Regions from separate parts of the Mus musculus genome. Here region 2 is linked to region 1. Evidence: chromatin contacts called from public promoter capture Hi-C data. All regions are on one chromosome and are shown on one strand. Each heading gives the region's core, a stretch centred on a gene start, on an enhancer-like site or on the middle of the called end of the contact. The rest is flanking DNA. Distances are from core to core; before and after follow the strand shown.

Evidence for each region. Promoter capture Hi-C pulls out the DNA fragments that hold promoters and counts their contacts.
Region 2: a promoter capture Hi-C map of the C10 cell line shows a contact between it and region 1, with 3 times the contacts expected there. The contact joins the enhancer-like site here to the promoter of Lrit3 in region 1. A contact is called at or near these places in 1 of 39 promoter capture datasets (the C10 cell line), 10 of 484 Hi-C or Micro-C datasets (the G1E-ER4 cell line, MC3T3-E1-derived osteoblasts, bone marrow-derived macrophages and 5 more), 3 of 115 datasets of contacts at active chromatin or transcription factors (embryonic stem cells, regulatory T cells and stem cell-derived neural progenitor cells) and 1 of 9 other capture datasets (liver).

What each region holds. Positions count from the first base shown.
Region 1 is chr3:129,801,478-129,807,508 of GRCm38.p6, reverse strand. Lrit3 (leucine-rich repeat, immunoglobulin-like and transmembrane domains 3) reads left to right here and starts at 3,373. Exons shown (of 4, transcript NM_001287224.2): 1 at 3,373-3,594. The coding sequence starts at 3,479. All of the region lies in intron 2 of Gm36130 (a long non-coding RNA gene), which reads right to left.
Region 2 is chr3:130,084,582-130,090,612 of GRCm38.p6, reverse strand. No RefSeq gene overlaps it. Among named protein-coding and RNA genes, the nearest start is that of Sec24b, 27 kb to the right of the region's middle. Within about 2 kb of position 3,747, at least 36 of the 459 cell types and tissues checked have an H3K27ac peak or open chromatin away from gene starts, as enhancers often do. A contact at or near this core is called in embryonic fibroblasts, where this site is marked.

The sequences.
Region 1 (6,031 bases), core at 2,124-4,623:
CTCGCTCAGTGCTCATCAGACTATAGATCTTTATCTGTTGCCACCCCCCCACACACACACTTTGTAAGTTGCCTCCTTAACCCCTTTGTCGGCATATTAAAGACCTACCTACTAGTTTACCGAGACAGTTCCCTTCCTGTGGACAATGGTGAGAGTTGCTATAACAACCTCCTGATTTAGCTTTCCATCCTCTGCGCATTCTCACTCCGACCACGCCACAGCCAACTGTTTAAAGATGCACTTCCAGCCCTTTAAATCTTTCTGACCAAACTTTCAGGAGCCTGCGGTGGCAAAAGCCTTCAACTGAGCGGTGGAAGGGCTTATTTTGGGTCATGGTTGAAGAGAATTGAGTTCAACATTAGGGACAAGGGGTGCAGTTGGTCACATGGTATCTACTGACAGGAAGCCGAATGGCATCAAGTCTGGTGTTCACTCCCTTTACCCTTTTAGTCTAAGACCCCAGCACACAGGGTTGTGGTACCCACCCTGAGGATACCTCCTTCCGGCTCAGTTACCCCAATCTAGACAGTTGCTCCCAGACATACCCATAGATCTGTTCTCCAGATGATTGTGTGTACTGTCAAGTTTACTACCACACCTGTGAAGGAAGTCTGGCTGCCTTAGACACAAGGTTCAAGGCCCTCCTCACCATGGCCCAGAGAGACTTTTCACATTTTGTAATTCTCCAGTGGCAACATTAAAAATGTGTTCCTGGAGGGCTCTGGGTGCTCGTTCACCCTCCCCCCCCCCCCACACACAGTTAAGCTGCTTATGGAGACAATCTAGCAGGGGTCTGTGCTTAGTCACAGAACAGTTAAATGGTTGAGGCAGTATTTACCGTATTACCTAGAGAATTGATAGCGAGCTCTAGTGTGCAAAGCTTTGAGTTTATTCCTAACAACAAACAAGGGATAACTTCACTTTAACATGAAGGACTTCAGTGGTGCACTAATATCTAATACCATGTCAATCAACTAATTTATACAATAAGACTGACTAAGCTTTGAATCTGGCTCCCTATGGCTACTGGGCTTACTAGCTTGGTGGCTTATCACTATACAGTTTTGCTATACTCAGTTGGTCCGGTCCTGCTCTTCCAGGTAAGAATATTCACAAACCTGATAATGCAGACAGTTTGGTCACTTAGTGAGCAGAGTTTTACCACCAACCTATTTTCTCTCTCCGGTGCACAATAGCTCAGAGCTTCTACCCATCACTGCATCCCCAGCACTGAGAAACCCTGGGGTTGTCCTTAAATCCAGTCTTCATCGTGCCTACACGGAATCAAGTGATTCCCCCTCCTCTGTTTCCCAAAACTGTATTATCCACAGTCCTGTCCGCACATCGGGGATGGCCTCATGGCTGCTCACTGGGACCAGAACCACCAGTGCCCACCTAGAGCCTCCAGCTCCCCTCCTGCTGGCTCTAAACCCTTTGTCTACACAGCTACCAGGAAATCCCACTAATCTGTTGATCTGATGAGCCACTCGAAGCTTAACCTTTCTGTTTTTGCTGCCTGGAGTCTGTGTGGCTCTTTAGCAGGGCACCCAAGGTCCTTCCTCTGCCACCTCAGCTCAGCTACTTATTCCTAAGCAACAGAAAGTGCTTGTGTTTTTCTGAGGTTCTCTTGAAGCTTTATACACATGCATGCACACACATACAGCACACACACATACACACACATACGCACACACAGCACACACACATATACACACACACAGCACACATACATACACACACATACGCACACACAGCACACACACATATATACACACACACACAGCACACACACATATACACACACACAGCACATGCACACACACACATGCACATACACACAGCACACACACACATGCACATACACACAGCACACACACACAGCACACACACACACACATGCACATACACACAGCACACACACACAGCACACACAAACATGCACATACACACAGCACACACACACATGCACATACACACAGCACACACACACACACACACACACACACAGAGCACAGTCTTTCCTGTTTCCCTCTGCTTGCTGGAGAGGGAGCTCAGGTGCCACCCAACAAGACAGCTTTGCCTGGTTACCCAGGCTGAACATGATGTTCTCTTGTGCGTCCTCACTGACCTGTCTCTATCATTTGACTTCTTCATGAACCGCAACGCTGTGTTGCTTATCTTCGTACCTCTAGTCTTTGGTTCGGAAGTTGGCAGGTTCTCCATAAATATTTGACGAACAAATGAATTATGTCATCTCTGAACAGCTGCAATATGACATTTTTAAATTCAGCAGTGTTTTCCAGACTCCATTGCTTAGATATTCTCTGCAGCTGGGTGTAGCGGTGCATGCTTTCAGTCCTGGCAAGGACAGGCAGATCTCTATGAGTTCAAAGCCAGCCTGGTCTACATAGTAAGACAATGTCTCAAAGATTATTTTTTGCTAAATGTTACTAAAAGACATGGCAGTTGACCACCTGCCATTCTCCTGCAGATGGTGTCCATGTATCAGACTGGCGTCCATTCACCTGCAGATGGTGTCTATGTATCAGACTGGCATCCGACTTGTTATGGACTGAAGATGGCTTCGAACATCTGATCCACCTGCCTTCACATCTTAAATGACGAGCTTACAGGCACTCATATAAAACACCATTTTGTTTGGTGCTAGAGATAGGATCCAGGCTTTGTCCATGCCAGGCAGGCACTCCTCCAACTGAGCTGCAAACCCAGGCTTCAGTTCATCCTTAAGTAGGGGTTTTGACACCCCAGACCCAGAATTAAACATAGCTTTGAACAGAGACAATTGCCTTCATTAGAAAGGAACGCTCTTGGGCACATCTTATGCATACTGAGGCGATCTGGGAGAGACTCAGGACAGGTTCTCACTGGAGCAGTAGCTCTGACACACCTGGAGTGGGCTGAGGAGTCTTAGGGAGACGGCATAGGGCTCACTTAACTTGGTTTGGGGGAGATGAGCAGTCCGGGGCACCACTGGTAACTCTATTGGACATAAATCTGAATTAAAGTCACTTTTTTTCTGGTAAAGATGCAAAAAGTAAAAGGAATGATGTCTGTATAAATAAACTACTGAAAATCTTAGCATATGCCAAGATACCAAGCTCTTTGTAACACCGGTTATGTTTTTAAGCTATAGGAACATTTTAAAGTTCCAACTATGGGAAAGGTACCTGATACGGGGTTTCCCTGCAAATTTAGACATGGGCGCCTATTGAAATTGTCCTGGCGGTTTGATTTTTCACTTCCCTTAGTAAGTGTGTTACTCGGTTGAGGCCATATTCAAAGGCTGGGTGGATTGATCCCCTGCAAGACACTTGAAGGTTAAGTAACTTCAGGTCTCGGGCTAATCTGGCTAAGCTGCTGATGCTAACTGCCTGTGGCTGGCGGCGGGCATTCGTGGTAGCTTCCCCATGTTCTTGTTTAGGCCCTCACCTTTTGTTCAGAGAGCCACTCTGGAGCTATGTGGCTCTCGGCCTGCCTGTGCCTTGTGCTTAGCTTCCTGGGAGGAGTGAACGGTACCTGCCCTTCTCAGTGCTCCTGTGAGTATCACGGCAGACATGACGGCTCAGGATCAAGGTATGCCTTTCTCCTTGCTACTAAGTATTCCGATTGTCCTGGCTTTTAAAATAAAGGACCCAGACTGATCAGCCTAATTTTATGAGAGCAGATTATTTGTTAAAAGGGAGAGGCAGTTTAACCTCGTGAGACTTGGTTCAGTTTTATGGGCTGGTTGTCCACCGTCTTACTATTTTTATCATGGGCAACACTTACCTCTCAGAAGCCTCACACGGGTTTCTGAAATTCCAAAAGCACTTTCTGTCCTACAAAAATGTTTGTTATACCTATGTACACACAATACCCTTCTCGGCAGAGCAGACCGTGTTCCGTGTGGGGGCGGGGCAGGAGGGAGGCTTCTTACAGAAAGCACAGAGTGAGGCTGGGAAGGAGCTGCGGGCGGGCGTGTTGATCTTGTCTGCTCTAGAGCTTCCCGTTCCATCCGAGGATTACTAACAACTTGTAGTAGGAGGACAAGAGTGAAGTCGCTGTGGTTAACTTATGAAAGTAAAGATGTCTGGAAAATACCACCTGTCGCAGATATTGTAGGGCCTCACAGAAGTTGTTAAGTCTCAATGTTGCTTTAACATAGTAAAAATTATAATTTGTATATGATACACACGAATCCTTTTACCCGTAGGCAAATACAAAACAGAACTCTTCTTAGCCAGATATGGTAGACTGTTTCTTTTGAGAGTATTTTTGAGAGTATTTACTAATAAAATAAAATAAATGCATTCTTGTGACTTTACTAGTTGAAATAAACAATGAGTCTCTGAAACAAAGCTTAATATAAGAATGACACAACTTTAACCAAATAATAACTAGGGTTGAGATATAGCTCAATGGAACAGCACACACCTGACAGGTCTACAGACATGCATCTGATATCTAGCACAGCAATGATGGACGGTGATAATGATGATGATGGTGATGGTGGTGGTGGTGGTGGTGGAGACATGGTGATGGTGGTAGAGATGGAGATGATATTGATGTCGATAATGATACAATTACATTTTATTTGTGAACGTTTTTACTTAGCTAACTCTGGTACCCTTTTTGATACATTCCCTGAGAAGTAAGATGCAAATGAAAACAACACAGGTTAGCACCTGTTATCCCAAAGATTTACAGCACGCGATGACCAGGACGAGGAATCTCTAAAAACTTTGCCAGAATGTTTTCTTCTCCGGGGTGGCCCCATTATGCTGGGTTCTACCCAAACCACAGGACAAAGGTCCTCTCCAAGGACTCTAGTTCAATACCTGTCATGTGTAAGTGAGGTAACAAAACCGCACAGGGACTGGGTCACCCTGGGTCTCAGCACTCCTGATGCTGTCACTGGGCCAATCCAGGTGAGGCTCCAGCTTCCTCCTGTGACAGCGCATTGAAATGCTTACCTGAGGAGTGGACGCTGCCATCATTCTGGTGTGAATCGACACGGAGGTTTGTGGTAAATGTGCCCCAGAGACAGTCCGAGGTTCCCCAAGGTCTTCTAAAGCAACAGGAAGGATGTGCCATTGGCAAGGCCCTGTGGCTCCACCCTACTTGCCCCTGTGGGCATTTCGGGCTAGCTGTGTGAAATTCACGGGGGGCTCGCTGGGAAGTGTCTACCTGGCGGTCATTTTATTGTTATGGATCATAATTTGAACATTGTTTTCTTTTCAAAACTGCTTATTCACATTGAGCAGTTCAGATGGGTGTAGGGGATAAATAGGTAGTTTCGAAACTGCCAAAAAGGAGTATGTTTGGTTTCCGGTCTAGTCCTTCAGCAGAAAGAAATGCATGGACACCTGCCCTTTCCTCCATAAGTGCTTCTCTCATAAAAGGATCAGTTTATTATTTTATTTTATCAATAGGTTCTCATGTATCTGGGATAGCTTGGAATTCCCTATGCCTCAGGATACCTTGACTGGTTGATCCTCCTGCCTCTGACTCCTGACTGACGTGACCACAGGTGTGCACCCTGCCTGGTTTATGCTGTGCTGACAAAGGGATTGGAGCACGCCAGGCAAACACTTTATAATGGAGGTACACCCCGAGCCCCAGTTCATGATTTTGAGTGGATTCTTTTAACATCAGTCGGTTTTTAAAGAGATTCACTTTGGCGTTGGAGAGGAGTGGGCTGGAAAGGTCGTTCTGTAGCATCCCACGGACTGGTTGTCAGGGAGATAGCATCTATCATTGGTGGGCACAGATGATTTCAGACGTTTAATCAGTTGTTGGTAACAGCAGCAAACACTGACAGGAAGACATGGGATTTTACTTCCATTTAAGTCAATCATAAGATGACAACGTGACAATAGAACCATGAGTCAGGTGAAGTGGCAGTCCCTGGCCACAGAGAAGGCGGAAGAGCTCAGCTTTCCTTATTCTGTTACCCACTATCTGCCTCTTTGATGACTAATAAAGAAATGGGTGTGACCAGAGTTTCTAAAACCTAGCATGAAAAAACTCT
Region 2 (6,031 bases), core at 2,498-4,997, 280 kb before region 1:
GGAGGGGGAGAGAACGGTGTCGCCAAGATGCCAACTACAAAAACATCCGCCCAAAGAAAGCAAAAAGAGAAACAGTAACTAGCCTGGCAACAGCCATCCTGTCAGACTGTGTCCCTCTGACTTTGGTTCCCCGACAGCACCATGAGCACACACGTACGCACACGTGAGTTTTACTAACTTGAAGTCCCGTGATAGTGCTCTGGAGAAAATCATCACTTCATGTTTATTTTAATGGGATTTCACCTTAATAAGATGTCAATGTCTTGTGGTTGAGTGGGGTGGCAGAGAGGACAGGGCCACATTGTGCGATTCACTAAGTCTTTACATTACAGGAAGAGTCCCCCAAGAGTTGTTATCTGTTGCCTAGCCAGCAGCTCACGGGTCCCAGCCTGCAGGTCTTGGCTGGGTAGCTTAGTAGATTTGTTGCTTCAAAAGCTCAAGAGCCCATTCACAGGGGAAATAAGAGAGGTGCAGATCAGCTCCTCCTTCACCAGTTTAAAGTTTAAGATGCAGACAAGATCGCTGTACCAAGTGATGAGAGAAGATGCTAACAGGGCAACATAGTGATGAAGCGGATCTGTGTTCTCAGAGTGCGTGGGGAAGGTCTAGTTTGGTTTCAGGTTGCTATAGAAGTTGAATACTGTGAAGAAGTGAGCTTTATACATCCAACTCTCCTCATTTCAACTTCCTTTCCTGAGTAGAAACTTCTTTAGGAAAAGGTGACTCAAGCTTTTATTCAACCATAAAGAAAAGTGAAGCTATGTCATTTTCGGAAGTATTGATAGAATTGAAAATTATCAGATTAGGTGGAATAAACCAGACCAGAAAGACAAACATCACGTGTTTTCTCATATATGGAACCTGGGTCATATAGCTTTACATACGTGTATGGCTATAACATGCAAACAGAAGGTACTATGGAGGAACAGAGAGGAGACAAGCACGAGGCAGGGACAATAAGGAGTGAATAAGTCAAAATACATACATACTTCGCCATACTTCACAGGCCCCACTGCTTTATACAATAAATATGCACTAGTAAAAATCTCTGTAGTGCTACTCATGAACTAGGAATATAACTCAGTGCTAGGGAGCTTGCCTAGTATATGAACAGCTCTTTAAGCCCGGTGGCTCACACCTTTAATCTCATATTCAGGTGACCAAAGAAAAAAGATCAGGCATTCAAGGCCAGCCTGGGCTACATAGTGAATCTGAAGCTAACCTGGGTTATATGGGACCCTATCTAAAAAGAAATATATTACTGATTAGTACACAAAAGAGTAGGTTTCATTATGACACTTTCATATATATGTATACATGTAGATATATACATATATATATATGAATACATATGTATTTTATCTCTTAAGCATAATCTGGGTCTCACTGGTCAGACAGGTGCTGAGATTATCTTTAAGTCAAGATATCAAAGCCAGAACGCAGGGTATGGCTCCATAGATGGATGCTTTCCTATCTTGCACAAGGCCCTGGGTTCTAGCTCCAGAACAATATGTAAATACAAATTAAATATTTGGGCTTCTTTTTAGATCACCTACAACTTCTACCTGTTATCAAAGTCAAGTGTAAGTCAGAGCTGTTACCCTCAGTGTCGAAATACTCCAGAATTGCTCACGCCCATGGAAGAGCCAGAGAGATGCTATAAAGCATAGCACTGTAAGAATGGAGTGTAGACACAAACCACAAACAAGATCCACACTGGACAGTGGGGAAGGTAGGCGTAGAATGGTCAGGGCGTGGCCAGCGCAGCTGAAGAGCAGGTGCTTGCAACAGGGGCTTCTTCAGCAGTAAATTTGCCCAAGGCCAGGGGAGGGGACACCTTCGGGGTGATGGCTGGACAGTCACAGCCTACCCACCAGGAATATGTTCAGGATTGGTAGGTGTTACAGAATAAGGGAGCCAAAGGATCTAAGTGGCCCCGTGCCGAAAGAATGACAAACGGTGAGAGTTTGTCTTGTTGAGTAAGGTGAGGCAGGCCAGTTTCCATCAGGGCAAGCCTTGTTGGAGACTCCTACACTCTTCTTCGGGGCTTTCTTGGCTGTTGATTATGGCCAATTTCAATAGTGTGTATGGGCTCCTGTCTATCCCCAAATTGCCTCTGCATTCCAAACCCCACTGCCCTGAAGGCAGGAGATCTACCCAGCCCACACGGAATGTTCCAGGAAAGGAAGCAAACAGGGCTGTTAGGCGAACTCTTCTGGACCCTTCTCCGTTACTCTCTGAACACCACTTATTTTGCTTCGTGGATTTATAACGCTGCAGTTGTGTTTCAATTTCTCCTGTAAAGCTAGCTGCAGAGAAAAGCCATCAATTAAAACAGACAAAAAAAAGAGACTGCAAATTACTTTACCAGTAACCCCCAAGCTGACAGTCTATAGATTATAACCAAATTTTGAAGTGCTTTTGCTGGTCAGTTTTGTTAGCCTGTAGCTCATAAGTATCTGTGCAGAGACCCAAGGCAGGTGATGTTTTCGGCCTTGGTCCAGAGTTTAAAATGTGTAAGACATAATGTAAGCTTACCTACGGTTTTATGAGAATTTCAGCTTTTGGGGGTTCTGCCTGTGCACTGTCATTCTTCATTCCCAATGAGCACATTTTCATTCTGCTGGCCTCTCCCACATCCACTTCCCATCATCAGCATCATCTACCCTGACTTATTTATAAGCTGCTGTCAAGCGCACACCAGCCTGCCTCACGGCATGCTGAACTCAATCCCTACAGCACCCCTGTCACTGCGGACACAGAGCTTTAAGAGGCCCTGGGCGGGTTTATTCTCTAGGGGAGATCTTCTGGAGAGAAATAAGGGTTCGGAAAGTGGATGTTTGGAATCAGTTTCTGGCAAAACAGCTTCACGAGCCATTCCACACCAGGGATGCATCCGCACACAGCACAGGACTGCAGGCATGTCTAGTGATGTGTAGCAGGCAGGACTGCCCACAGAGACGAATCAGGGACACCTTGATACCAGCAGCAGGGCTTGTCCTGTCTCTTCAAAATGCTGTCAAAAGGTATTATTGTCAACTGATGGTGGGATCCTGGGGGCGAGACAAGTAACTTCACATCCAAATCCAGGTAAGAAGTGCGGAGAGAAAGACCCTTCTCCACCAAACTAGGCCTGCGCCTGGTTCTGATTTTCCTGATAGCTAGCTGGGTGGTCACGCTACTTAGCATCTGTGAGTCCCACTTATACTGATATGCAGAAACAGGAAGGCTGGATAAGGCGCATCTCAGACTCTAACATTACCACGGGCCTGTGATCAGGGTGCATCTGGTAGCCTTCATACAGGTGCGGTCTAGTCCCGTCTATAGTCAGGCCAAGTCCTGAGGTTTACAGCTTGTAGGGTTACCACAAGACACAGAATGGTTGTGTGTCATCAGAAGTCAAAGCATTTGGAAGAAAGAAAAATTAAGGAGGAGGAGGAGGAGGAGGAAAAGGAGAAAGAGAAAGAGAAGGAGTAGAACAGCATTTCCTCCGACTAAATGAAATCTCGCCGCTCCAAAATAATAAGATGCTACAGAAAGAAAATATCAACACCGCCACAAATCAACATCTGAGGAACAGCCCAGAAAACATCTGGAAAAGAGCATTAAAATGAACCGCGAGATAAAATATTTGATTTCCCACTCGCTGATGTTGCTAGCTGCAAAAGCAGTTAAGAACATCAGGAGAGGGATATTTTTGGCATGAGATGAACAGCAAGGAAGCCAGCTGTTTGCACTTGCTGTGTAGCCAGTGCCAATACACACAGTGGAACCCACTGTCTGCCAAGCATGGAGAGCAAACCACACAGTGCGGTGGGAAGGGCCCTGACCCGGCTGGAACAATCCATCCGACTGCCGGGACTAATGACAGGCAGATGCCCCCTTCTGCTGCGGTGGCCCACTTACGGGGAAGTGTCCTTATGAAAAGTGTTTCCTCGCTGTATATGCCTTCATTGGCTTTTACTGGAATGTTAGATCGTGGTCTGGAAAGGACTTCTATGCCAGACAAGGCTTCCTCTAAACCATAACAGATGTTGAAAACACCATGAAACTAGCCCCAGAAGGGAAGGGGTTGGGGGTTTCCAGGAAGTCTATAGCAGTGAGAGACGAAAGGCCACTGCTGAGCAGACATGAGGAGAGGGAAGCAGACAGGTAAGGTATGTGGCTATGTAGTGGAGCATTGGGTGGCATGTGTGGGGCCCTGGTTTGCTCTCTATATAGAAAAAAAAGGGAGAAAGAGGAGGAAGAGGAAGAAGAGAGAGAGGAGGAGGAATAGAAGGAGGATGCTTAAGAAAGCTTATGCTGGGGCTGGAGAGATGGCACAGAGGTTAAGAACACTGACTGCTCTTCCCAAGGTCCTGAGTTCTAATCCCAGCAACCACATGGTGGCTCATAACCATCCATAATGAGATCTGATGCCCTCTTCTGGTGTGTCTGAAAACAGTTAAAGTGTACTCACATATAATAAATAAATAAATCTTTAAAAAAGAAAAGAAGAGAAGAGAAAAGAAAAGAAAAAAAAGAAAAGAAAGCCATGTCATATTTATCTACTCAATCCCTACTTCGGGGGAACCAGGGCAAGGTGGGGCTATAGCTTAATGCTAGAGTGTTTGACTATCAAGCATGAGGCCCTGGGTTCAATTGTCAGCACTGTAAGTTAGTAAATAAATAGAAAGGAAGTACTAAGTTTTAAAGGGGAGAGGCAGATTTTGATAAAAGACTAAGGAAGTTTTGCTCGATCGAAGGGAAAAGAGTGGGCAGTATGTTTCCTTGAAATGCTATGAAGGTAGCCATTAAAATTGGCAAATTTTTCTGATTTAGAAAGAGGAGGCAATTATTTCATTCGATGAGCAATTGTTGATCTCCTCACATGTATGAAGAAAGATGTGCGTCTGGGGGTGGGGACGATAGTGAACAAAAAAGCCACAGCTTGTTACGAAAGGCACATGATTCAGGTAGCCATCACCAATGACCACCAATGAGAACTGCAAGCCTTTGTAGAAAGGGCATTCCTCTCCCCTTTTCTATGGACTGCAGAAACACTGTGAATATTTAAGTATCTAGTCACCTCAGATTAGGCACAGACGACAGGCCAAAGAAATGACTCAAGCCAAGTCTAGTTCAGTGAACTACGCTGGTTTATTTAAATCCCTCACAGAAGCATGAGTCCCTGCAGCTTGGTTACAGAAGAGCCCTCCCCAGTGTGGGCAATGCTCCCAGCATGACCCCCATCGCTATTGGGTCAACGGGAGGGTCTCCTCTTCCCAGCCATTGCTACTGTTTACATAACCTTGAGGGTCCTTGTGAATCTTGTAACTTTAGGAGTTTCCTGAACCTTGTAAGTTTCCTTTATTTCCTGAATCCTATGGAAGTCCTCCACTCCCTAGGAAGGAATGCTTCAACTCAGAGAGAACAGGTACTCAACAGTAGCTCAAGCTGGCCGGGAGCTCATTGTGTAGCCCAGACTGGCCTCCGATTCCTCCTGCCTCTGCCTCCAAGTGCTGGAATTAACTGTGGCATATGCCAATATGCTCAGCTAAACGTTGTTTTTAAGTTAGAGATAACAAGATTAGATTTAACATTGAAAGGGTCATTCTGGAGCTGTTGCTCTTGGAGAGGACCCAAGTTAGGGACCTATAAAGCACCCATAGAGAGAAGAACAATTTTAAATGGCTGAATACCAGGGGATGGGAAGGACTGGATTCACCCTAAGAACATGAGTTATGGAAGAGAATACAGGGCTGGAGAGGTGGCTCAGTGGATAAGAGCACTGGCTGCTCTTCCAGAGGTCCTGAGTTCAACCACATGGTGGCTCGCAACCATCTGCAATAGGATCAGATGCCCTCTGCTGGTGTGTCTGAAGAAAGCATCAGTGTTCTCATATATAATAAATAATCTTAAGAGATAGATAGAGAGAGAGAGAGAGAGAGAGAGAGAGAGAGAGAGAGAGAGAGAGAGGGAGGGAGGGAGGGAGGGAGGGAGGGAGGGAAGGAAGGAAGGAAGGAAGGAAGGAAGGAAGGAAGGAAGGAAG